3 separate regions of the Zea mays genome follow, and all the other regions are linked to region 2. A link is a contact called in public Hi-C data. All regions are on one chromosome and are shown on one strand. Each heading gives the region's core, a stretch centred on a gene start, on an enhancer-like site or on the middle of the called end of the contact. The rest is flanking DNA. Distances are from core to core; before and after follow the strand shown.

The links. A called contact is a pair of places that touch in the nucleus more often than the background predicts.
Region 1: a Hi-C map of ear shows a contact between it and region 2, with 4 times the contacts expected there. The contact joins the promoter of LOC100240698 here to the promoter of LOC100273450 in region 2. A contact is called at or near these places in 4 of 25 Hi-C or Micro-C datasets (bundle sheath, ear, leaf and 1 more).
Region 3: a contact with region 2 is called in a Hi-C map of bundle sheath, with 2.1 times the contacts expected there. The contact joins the promoter of LOC100193334 here to the promoter of LOC100273450 in region 2. A contact is called at or near these places in 5 of 25 Hi-C or Micro-C datasets (bundle sheath, ear, endosperm and 2 more).

The regions. Positions count from the first base shown.
Region 1 is chr4:29,949,092-29,952,926 of Zm-B73-REFERENCE-NAM-5.0, forward strand. LOC100240698 reads right to left here and starts at 1,975. Exons shown (of 6, transcript NM_001144024.1): 1 at 1,769-1,975; 2 at 1,600-1,688; 3 at 894-949; 4 at 757-809; 5 at 216-334; 6 at 1-122. The coding sequence starts at 1,636. The coding sequence ends at 28.
Region 2 is chr4:30,264,927-30,268,356 of Zm-B73-REFERENCE-NAM-5.0, forward strand. It overlaps LOC100273450, which reads left to right and starts at 1,363. Exons shown (of 7, transcript NM_001147887.1): 1 at 1,363-1,897; 2 at 2,942-3,401. The coding sequence starts at 1,460. It also overlaps the pseudogene LOC109945696.
Region 3 is chr4:30,755,953-30,759,597 of Zm-B73-REFERENCE-NAM-5.0, forward strand. It overlaps LOC100193334 (Glucose-6-phosphate/phosphate translocator 2), which reads right to left and starts at 1,881. Exons shown (of 6, transcript NM_001138470.1): 1 at 1,628-1,881; 2 at 190-683; 3 at 1-98. The coding sequence starts at 678.

The DNA of each region.
Region 1 (3,835 bases), core at 725-3,224, 320 kb before region 2:
CGTCGATCCACGGCGGCGCGGCGCCACTCATAGCAGCCCAAAGGTGTTCTCGCCGCTGTAGGTCATGTAGAGGAACCCGTCCTCGTCCTTGTTCTCCTCGTAGATGGCAGACATCAGGGCAGCTGCATGGACAAGAAAAAGTAACAGCATTGTACACACGGGCACCATGGACAGGTAGGTTTTATTTTGTTTTTCCCCACGATGGTATGGCAAACCTGTTGGTGGGAGGGTGTTCTTCACGAAGATGAAGATCGCCTTCTCGGCGCTGAGCTTGATGCGCTTCCGCACCACGTACACAAACTGTCCCACTGTGAGGTCGGCGGGGACAAGGTACCTGCATGCAAGCAATCGCATGTTACTTGGAGGCACACAGATGCTGCAAGCTGGTCTTGGCTTGTACCGATAAGCAAGAGTTCCTTCTGAATTGGTTAATGCTGGAAGATGGTAGAAGCAAGGGCCAAGGGATACGCTAATGCAGCAAACAATCAATCTCTAGATGGCAACTTGCACAAGGAACAGACAACAGACTCTTGGTTGGGAGTAGAGATAAACAACTTCAAAGGCATGATTGGCACAACTGCACAAGGGATAATGCCTACATCCAGCAGTTTTGCATTATGAAGAGTTTGACAAAGTCGACGACGACAATCGGTAAAACTACTTTCAGAAGTACAGGGAAAAAAATTGCAATGTCAGGAAAAACCATAAAAGTCAAGAAATGCAATTGAAATAATCTTGAAATGGTTCGGAACTGACTTTTTCTTGTCGATGTCTGGGATGTCACTCCTCTCGGCCTTCTCAACAATGACCTACATTACCCGATTTGGATGAGAACAAAAGCTATATCGTGGAAAATGATCAGAGGGCATGGATAACAATTACTTAAGGCTTACAGGAATTCTATCGGGGTACTTCTCCCTGATGCGGTTAGCCTCAGCTTGCCTCCTTTCTACAAACATAGAACATAGGTATAATGAGAATTCAGACATTTTAAGGCGAAAGGGTACATTTGTATAACCCCCAAGTGTTGAATAAGAACCATGCAATGGTAAGGCATGCACAGGAAACAGACAAACCATTCCGCGGATGTAGGTACAGCCTAAACCTGATAAGATAATGTAAACTGGGGAGTTACAGCTTGAGAACGAGTTCGGAAAAATTTAGCAACGAAGAGCACCAGATGCAAATGATGGAATTTACTAGTTGCTGGAGTCGGTACGAACTGTGCCGGATCATGTTAAGCTGCTACACAACACAGCAAACTGTGGGTGCCACAGCCTATGAATCGCCTAGTGCAGATTACCACGAGCACTCCATCAAAGCTGCAGATTCCCACCACGCCCCCCCCCCCCCCAAACAAAAATAAAACATGTATCCAACCATCACAGGATCGCGAAACGATAGAACAGACCAACCCCCGCCCGCCCCCAACAAAGCTTTGCTTATATAACCTAGGAAATTCAAGGAATCGATTGATTGATAGGTCCGCACGGGGTACCATCTACCAGTACCAGCCAAACAACCGAAACCCTAGCACGACCAATAACAAGAGCTGAAGCCCGGATGAGGAGGGGGGAATCAGGAATCGGAGGGACGAACCGAAGGGGTGCTCCAGCTTGAACGAGCTCCTCGCCATCGCTCCTGCTCCTCTTGGTCTCTCGATCGCTGGCGTAATAGAGAGCAGCTACCTGGAACAGAAAAAACAATCGGGTAGGGTCAGGAGGCGCGGGGAAATCGACAGAAACGGTGGAGGGCGGCAGGCGCTCACGGGATGGATGGATGGAAGGCTGGAGCGGCGGCTGATTGGACGTGGGATTGCCGGCGGAGGGGAAGGCGAGAGGGAAGAAATGGTGGGGGAGGAGTGGGGATTGGGAGTTGCTTGGTTAAATGCTACGCGCACGCAAAGGGTAGCGTACGTCGCTTTGCCCCGCTTCCCACGGGGACGGATGGGGAATGAGGTGGACAGCAGGAGGCTTCTTTGGATTGGATCGCTGGACTGGAATGAATTGCACGGATAAGTCCCGCCAGGCCGCCACCACTCCGCCTCGTTTTCAGTTTTCCTTTGTGTCCCACAAGGGTTAACTATTTCGTTTTTTTCTACTTCGTATTTTTTTGCTCAGCAAAAAGATCTTTCAAATTTCTCAACCAATTTGCATTTTAACGTTTTTTAAAACGAAAATCGGATTTTTTTTACCGAAATCCGTGACGAAATTGGGTATCTTTACTAAAAATGATAATTGAGTTTAAAAAAATTAAAGTTCTGATAGGATTTGTTTGTAATGCGTATGGTTTTTTACATTAAAAACGAATTTCGAATTTCTTGGCCGAAAAACTATAATTCTCGGCGAATTTCATAAATTAAAATTAAATATGGGACATATTAAAAAATATCTATTTTTTCGGCGAATTTCTTGGCCGAAAAACTATAATTCTCAGCTTTTGTTCCCTAGTCTTCAGCGTGTCTCGTACTACACAACTGCCAAAACAGAAGAGCAGAATTTTGATCAGGACAAGTATGATAAATCGGGAAAAAACTCACTTACAATGGATCGGGAAAAAAAACTCACTTCAAACTGCCAAGATGCAAGATCTTGCATGCAGTAGTACCATGCAATCACACTCTGTAGGCTAGAGCAACTACTAGAGTTTGTTATCTACTTCGCTAGACGCCATTTTCAGTGGGAGCTTACTATCGAATCTGTTTAGCTACCATTTTTCTGTTATGAAATGGTTTCGGGTTATGAAGGAAAAATCAGGCCCGGACGGAGGCACGTGCGGCCGGTGCCCACGAACAGGGCCTCAATCCTCCAAGCCCCTAAAATAATAGTCATCAATAGTTTAATCAATACACAGTTCAGTAATTAGCTCAGTAAGGAAAATAAATCAACTAATCTCTAAGCAAATCTTCTTCTCATGAGTCAAATCAGTTGTTTGTATGGTGTCTTTGTCTTTGATCACGACTACATCTCCATTTAAACGTAAATATCGTTCAAGATTTTATTTTTAAAGAATAATACTATCCAAGTAAAATTATACAATACAAAATTGAATAGACAGCTAGACACAACTCTTAATATAATATTTTTATCATACTATTATAGCCTATATTAGTATAGTTCTAGTTTATAGATTGATATTCCGGAATTTTGTATAGGACCTTAGATTTTACTGGCCCGGCCCTGCCTTCACCCATTCTTTCAAAAGACATGTTATATGTATGCATACGCATGAAACCATCTAATTATTTCCTTTTCATAATGATAGCAACAATGTCATGCACGAAGGAAGCCAACAATAGCACACCATAGGCTAAGATGTAGTAAGCTCACAGTAAATACATTTTTTGTAACAAACACAAAGGATCAAGATCAAATGCCATATGCCCAACAAAGAAATGTGATAGCAACCCTAACCTCTTTGGTTCTCAACCACACCATCATGTCAACTTCAAGACCCCTTGTGTTGCCTACCCTCGCCTCCCAACTAAAAAACCAACTTGCATACCCCTTCTACATGCACCGTCCCTTTCCCCTCTAGAGATAGCACGACCCCTTACATCACAGTGTAACTCTCTTCGACATAATCTCTAGTGGACAAACTTTATTTTTGGACACGAGTGCCCCGGATTATGACCGTTTCTAGAAAAGAAGAAATGGAAGAAGCAAGTGTCTGGGCGGCTCAATCATGAATGTCCAGAACTTTCCATACATTATTGTAATACCTCTATTTTGATTGTAAGACGTTTTGGCTTTTCTACATACATTGCTTCTACTATCTATCTAGATATAGTGTATATCCAAGTGCATGGCAAAACTTATGTATGAAGGCACGAGTA
Region 2 (3,430 bases), core at 113-2,612:
TCATCGTCGCCGGCGTCCTCCGGCCGGGCGCCCACGCCCTTCTCCTCACGCTCATCGACGGTCTCCAAGCCCGCATTGGTGAACGTGGTATTAAATTATGCTATTACTAATGTAGATAATTGTGTACCTAGTTAGTGTGATATGAATTGTTAGGTTTTAGTAACCTCCCCGTATATGAGAGGTGCTGTCCAGATTGTATACATAGTATTATGTTATTATGTGGTTAGTTTTTAGTTATTAGTTAGTACTTGGTTATTAGTTAGTTAGCAAGTAGTTATTAGTGGGTTGTGGTTAGGCAATAACCATCTATAGTGGACATTGAATGTTTAATTCGTGTTTCAAATAGATGGACAATTTTTTGAGCTTATATTATGGAGGCAATGTGGAAAAAGATCCCTATGGAAATGCCAAGTTCATTGACATGCGACACGTGCTCGTGTTATTCGTTGGTAGACCATCCTTGAGTGATGTGTTTATAAAGGCTAAACAAAAGCTAGGTGGAGGAGTCTACAAAACATGCAATGATTAGTAGGCAAAGAAAACATGCACCACTTCGAGTCTTTAAATTGTTAACATATTAAAAGACTATTCTCACCATTAAATTCATCCGGCGCTGAACAATCGTTAGCTCAAATGCATAGTTAGCACACATCCAATACCTTTGTCGATAGGTGTCATGATCCTCAGACTTATCAACCTTGCAAGGATCACCACAAAACACATAGGCACCGGAACACCAGTTGGCAAAGGTAGTTCCGGTCAAAGACCCTTCCTAAATTTCGATAAGACCTATAAGAATCACAAATATAATATACTCACAAAATATGATTTAATACAATGCTTACCTTTGTTTAGCAGGTTTACCACGCCTAGACATCCTACAATTTAGGTTGATGTTATCTCATTTCGAAGAATAGAAATGAGCATAAAAACTGATGGTCGACATGACTTATTTATAGGCGCGTACCTCGGTGCCAAGATCTAATTTAGGCTGATGTCTCTCGTTTCGAAGAATAGAAATGAACACAAAAACTGACGGCCGACGGGGCTTATTTATAGGCGCGTACCTCGGCGTCGAGATTTACAACGCCGAGGTACGCGCCACGTCTGAACCTGACATATGCACGCTAAAAAAATTAGCGCTGATACATATAACCTAGACACCAATGAGACAATGATGACGACGTCGATCCAAAGATCATTTTTAAAACTAAAACTGTAAAGGGTATAATTATTAAAAAAACTTAAAAAGGACTAAAATAAAAAAAAGTTGGCACGCCCCGGACCCGGATGCTTCCTGGCGCTTCCCGTCACCTATTGGTCAGTGGAGGCAAAAATATCTAAGCAAGCCCCACACACATAGAGAAATCTCAATCCAAAGAGAGCCTTCTCCACCGCTCTTGCTCGTCCAACCTTCTCCATCGTCTCACCTTAGGTTTCGCTCCCCGCCGCCGCCGCCATGATGCCGCAGCAGCAGCAGCCCGGCATGGCCCCTCCTCCTCCACAGGCCGCCCCCGGAGCGCCGCCACACTGGGGCGGCATCCCGCCGCCTATGGCCCCTCAGCATCAGTACGCGCCACCACCGACCCATCAGGCCCCGCCCCCGCCGCAGATGTGGGGCCAGGCGCCCCCGCCCCCGCCCCCGCCTCAGGCCGCGTACGGTCAGGCGCCCCCGCCGCCCCAGGCCGCGTATGGCCAGGCGCTCCCACCACCCCAGGCCGCGTACGGCCAGGCGCCTCCCCCGCCACAGGCCGCCTACTACGGGGCGGTACCCGCGCCCGCGGCGGTGGCCGCGGCACCTGTCGGGCCCAGCGAGGTCAGGACGCTCTGGATCGGGGATCTGCAGTACTGGATGGACGATAACTACATCTACGGGTGCTTCGCATCCACGGGGGAGGTACGCGCTTTCGGTTCTACGCTGTACGAATCTGCTGCTGCCCGTGGGTCGCTGCGATCCGTCCCTATCGATGTGGGGTTCAACGCCCATGTTTATGGACTTCTTATGTCGCTTGCTGTAAATTTCAATTTCTTCGTCTCTTCGATGCATTATGATTATAGTAATAAGTACTGCACGAATATGTTCGTCTCATCGATGGAGTATGGTTATAGTATAAGAAAGTACCGCACGTATAGTGGATTCGGATCCATTAGTAGTGAATTCAGATTCATTAGAGCTTCATGCTATATGTGATTTATTTACGAAAATTCGAATTATATGTCAAAATTACTCCCAGCCGTGTTGTTAGGCATCCCATCGTTCACAAAACAATCCGATATGTTAGGCGGTAGAATATACTGAGCCATAATAAGTTGCACGTAACCTAATTATAAGCTGCCTTTTAGCTCACATTTTGCGTTTATGTTGGCAAATGACACAAAGTTTACTAGCCTGATTGACGACATGACAGCAATTGGTTGGCAATCAATAGGTGTTGCATGCAAATTCATTGCCAATGTGGCAGGTCAGCGCAGGTTGCAGCACTCCACACAAGAACACAATTTCGCTGAGTTACTCCTAGTCTTCGTATCTACTAGGGCGCCCACGTATTGGTATCCGTATTTCTAATTGTGGTACCTAACAGAACAGCCTGGTGGGAGTATTGATAGTAAATTTATGTTTTATAATGGTCTGCCCATCTTTGTGTATGGCGGACAGTGTCCTGGTAACTTGTCTGAAGTAGCTGTATACCGTTTTGGTATTTTTCTGAGATTCCTCTGCAGATGCATTTATGATTGTGTCCAGGTTTTATATAAAACAAAATTACCCTAGTTTCTGTGTGCTGGTTGACATTTTATATAAACCAATGGGTTTGTTGATTTAATCATAAAATGTTTGTGTTGTCACCCTACCTGATGGTTGCCATTGCACATTTCACACCACGTATTTTTGGCTTTTGTGTACATGATAGTGCTGATCTTTTTTTTGCTAATGAATTTGTAGGTGCAAAATGTGAAGCTAATTCGTGACAAGCATACTGGACAACTTCAGGGCTATGGTTTTATTGAATTCATAAGCCGCGCTGCTGCTGAAAGAGTTCTTCAGACTTACAACGGGACAATGATGCCAAATGTTGAGTTGCCATTCCGGTTGAATTGGGCTAGTGCTGGTGAAAAACGTGATGACACCCCCGACTATACAATATTTGTTGGTGATTTGGCTGCTGATGTTACAGACTATGTATTACAAGAGACATTTAGGGCACATTACCCTTCTGTGAAGGGTGCAAAAGTTGTAACAGACAAGCTGACAATGCGCACAAAGGGTTATGGTTTTGTGAAGTTTGGTGATCCTAATGAGCAAGCTCGTGCAATGACTGAGATGAATGGCATGCTATGTTCTTCTAGGCCTATGCGTATTGGGCCTGCTGCAAACAAGAAAGCTACTGTTGTTCAGGAGAAAGGTAAGGAATAGCTGAAAGGAAGTTGAATT
Region 3 (3,645 bases), core at 631-3,130, 490 kb after region 2:
GCAGGTTCTGCACTTTTAATTATGTGTGTGAATGACACTGCCACCTTAGACATGCTCACTGTCGCAGCAACATGGCCAATTGTATGTGCCACAGCAACCTTCATCAGTTAATCACCAAATTCAGTTACACTTTTCCAGGAAGGTATATAAAATAAAAGAAGAGTTACTGGCACGAAATAAGCAACTCACCGGGAAAAGAACTTTCCAGAAGTCTAGGTCGGTCTTGGGGGCCTCAACAAGACGAGTGGCCCACGAGAAAAGCATCATCGCAGAGCCGCAGGCAAGGGAGAGTGTGGAGGTGAGCCAGGGGTAAGGGAAAGCATTGAGAACCTTCTTGTTGTAAATGTTAAATATCACATTAAGCGCCCACCAGGTCGCGAAATAGATGGAGATCTTTAACCTCTGTGCGCCTTCCAACTGAACTGGCACCACCTGAGTCTTTGACTCCTTGTCATCGGCAGCAGAAGCAGCACAACGGAACTCAAGTGGTTGTCTCCAAGACTTAAGCTCAGAAGTGTGTGGACCATCTAGCGGTGCTAGGTAGAGTGGTTTCAGCGAGGAGACCACATATTTGGAGGGTTTGAGACTAGAGATGGATGGAATTGAATGTAATTTTAAGCGTAGGCTGGAGCCAGAGAAGGCTGCATAGCCAGGAGAGATCCTCACAGAAGGTATCATGCCTTCTGCAGATCAACAAAAAAGAGTTTTAGATGGCAGTATATGAAGTACATATAGAAAGCCACACAAAAGCTTGGACTTTTCCCTAAAGAGTTGGGTAAAAGAAAATTTGATGCTCCTCTGAATTAAACATTCCTTTGAGTTGCAAAAGAATGCATAGCCCTTTACAGAAAGTGGAAAATTTCTACCTAAATTCAGAAATATCAACATGGATGAATTAACTGTATGATTCAACACATAAACCTTCCTTCACTCCACAAGTCATAAGCTTCTAACTAACGAAGACAATACTACACAATTCGACACGGCAAAGCAAGCACCTTCCAAAATCTTGCAGATGAATCCCCCAACGCTAAAGGCTAAAATTGTGGATGAGGACACTGCATCCAGCACATCGTTTTCGAGTTGTAAACTACGACTAAGGGTGCCGCCTTTCTTACCTTTCCTCCTGCAAGGGCCCTACTCACGCAGATTTCACATGCAAATCACCAAACTTTTTCAGACAATACCGACACGCGCAAGGGAAACAAAAAGATTGGTTTTGGATCGTAGTAATTAAAAACAACGGACAAAAGGGGAGGAAGTTGTGCTGTGATGTGGTGCACTCGTGCAGTTGGGCGCTTATGGTGGGCAAGAACTAATATGCAATCAGGTCTTATATGTAAACGTGATTCGTTACATTATTATGATCCAACCATGTATCACGTTTAAACCCTTCCAACAAACCACGATTATGAGGCTCGGTCTGCTTGTATATGAGTTGTGGTGATAGTCACCGGCACAAAACATGGGTGGGGAGGACGGGAAGACAGGCAGCGATTCTAACAGAGACCGACAGCACTACTCCAGCACTGACCGGGGTAAAGATCATTCACCGGCCTAATAACAAAACCATATATTGCAAAAAAAAAAAAAGGAAAACTTTACGGATCAAAACAACGGATCTCACCTTCGCTCCCAACAATCAACCAGGAACACCTCTCAAGATCAAGAAGCGAGACACCTCCACCCGGCTCAAATCACGGCAAACAACAGCACCTCTCGCGAAGGATTCGAGGCGCGGGGGCGGAGCCTCCGATATATGGTGAGCGGGGAGAGCCTCGATTGCACGGCGCGGCCCTTGGAATTTCAGATGGGAATTCGGAGATGGCAAGGAACAGGAGGAGGTGGCACGAGTTCTGGTTCGCCTCCGGCGAGTAAAGGAGCCGGGAAGGTGGCGGCTGGTAGGTGCCGGTGCGTGTTTTATAAAAGCTGGGCTGAAGAGATTCAGGGGCTTTTATGAAAATATGCTTTATAGGGAGACCACGCGACCATCTCCCATTTTAACTCTGCGTCGCTCTTTATTTCAAATTTTACTATGTTCGTACGTCGAAACGGAAATACATAATATAATGGTACTGTTATGAGAAAATGTTTCTTAATATATTTGTGATCCTATCCATACACAAATTTTGTTATTTTAATATAGTTGTTTCACCACTACATTACAATCATCAGTACCGTACAGACTTTTATATATGATATTTAGGTACACGTGTGTTACTATGATTTTTAAATGAATTACCTTGTAATTGATTCAAAAGATCCATAGCTAGTACGTAAGCTTACCAAAGTTTAAGAGAACTTACCCGACAACCAGCCTTCATCATGTGCTTTAAAAGTTAAGGAATTAATACATAAGGAAAACAAAACAGGAACAAGAATTAAAAAATAGTATAAAACATAGATACAGAACGACAAACATCACTATGATATGTAAAAATCTGGACCATTGCATGTTGTTTTCCAAATGGCATATTCGTTACAGAGCAAAATGAGTTTTCGATCAATCCTCCAAAAATTAAATGAAGTCATATTCCAAAAAGACACTAAAACGGCTAATATACTGAACATATAATCGGGTTACACCTCAAATTTCCCAACTAATCTTGCAAAGAACACCATATGTTGCTCCAATGTGAACTTGATGTTCTCGGCCTGTTCAAAATCGAGAAAGAAGTCACAAATCCGTGCAGGTTGATAGTGTGGAGGGTGCTGAAAATCTAAAACATAAGTATGATAACAACTTTGCGAAACCCATGTTGCCCTCCTTCATATTCAACCAAAGCAATAGGCAAACCTTTCTCTTTCAAGGCGTTGTATATTTTATTATTTTGTGTGCCTGATCTGATGGCACAACCTAGAAAACATTAAAGCGGGTGAGAAATTATGCTATAGAAACACCGATATACCACCGAGTAATGTAGCCATGATAAACTTCTGTAAAAAATCACATAACGATGGGTATGAAGGTATAGTTTGCTATTATGTTTTCAATTTTTCAAATAACCTTGTCTCTTCCTCTTTGAAGATACATGCCTGAACGAAGTGAGCTCATACTTGTGCCCAACTTTATAATGCAACACTTGGAGCCCCTCGTCACGATCTGTAAGGCAGCACAAATTAATATGATTGAACAAGATAAATACATCCTTTAAATGATCAAAGAAAAAAAGAGAGAGAATTAGTTGGGAGATTCATACCTAGAGTGCATTTCATGTCATCATCAAACCCAATAATGACAGCATGCTCACACAATCAGTTTTGTGTCATTGTGTATAGTGTTATTCCTAACAAACAACTAACACGACACATATAACCATCAGATTGTGTTATGTGTGTGACAGTTCTACTTACACCTCGGTTTTAACTTATCATTCTTAAGATCATGCCAAGCACAGAGTTTGCACATGAAGAGCATATGCCATTAGAGTGTGCTACAGTAGGTCATATCTAGAAACACTGAAAACAGCGACTCAATGGCTCACCATTGTCAAAGTTAGGTCTTGGTTCAAGTATCCCAGATACAACATGAATCTCAAATAAGTGGAAAACTCACATTATTAAAGCATACACTCTAATAAAGGGCCATTACATTTGGCAGAAAAGAGCAAAAAATGATGGATTGAAAAGCGGAAAAGCATCTAA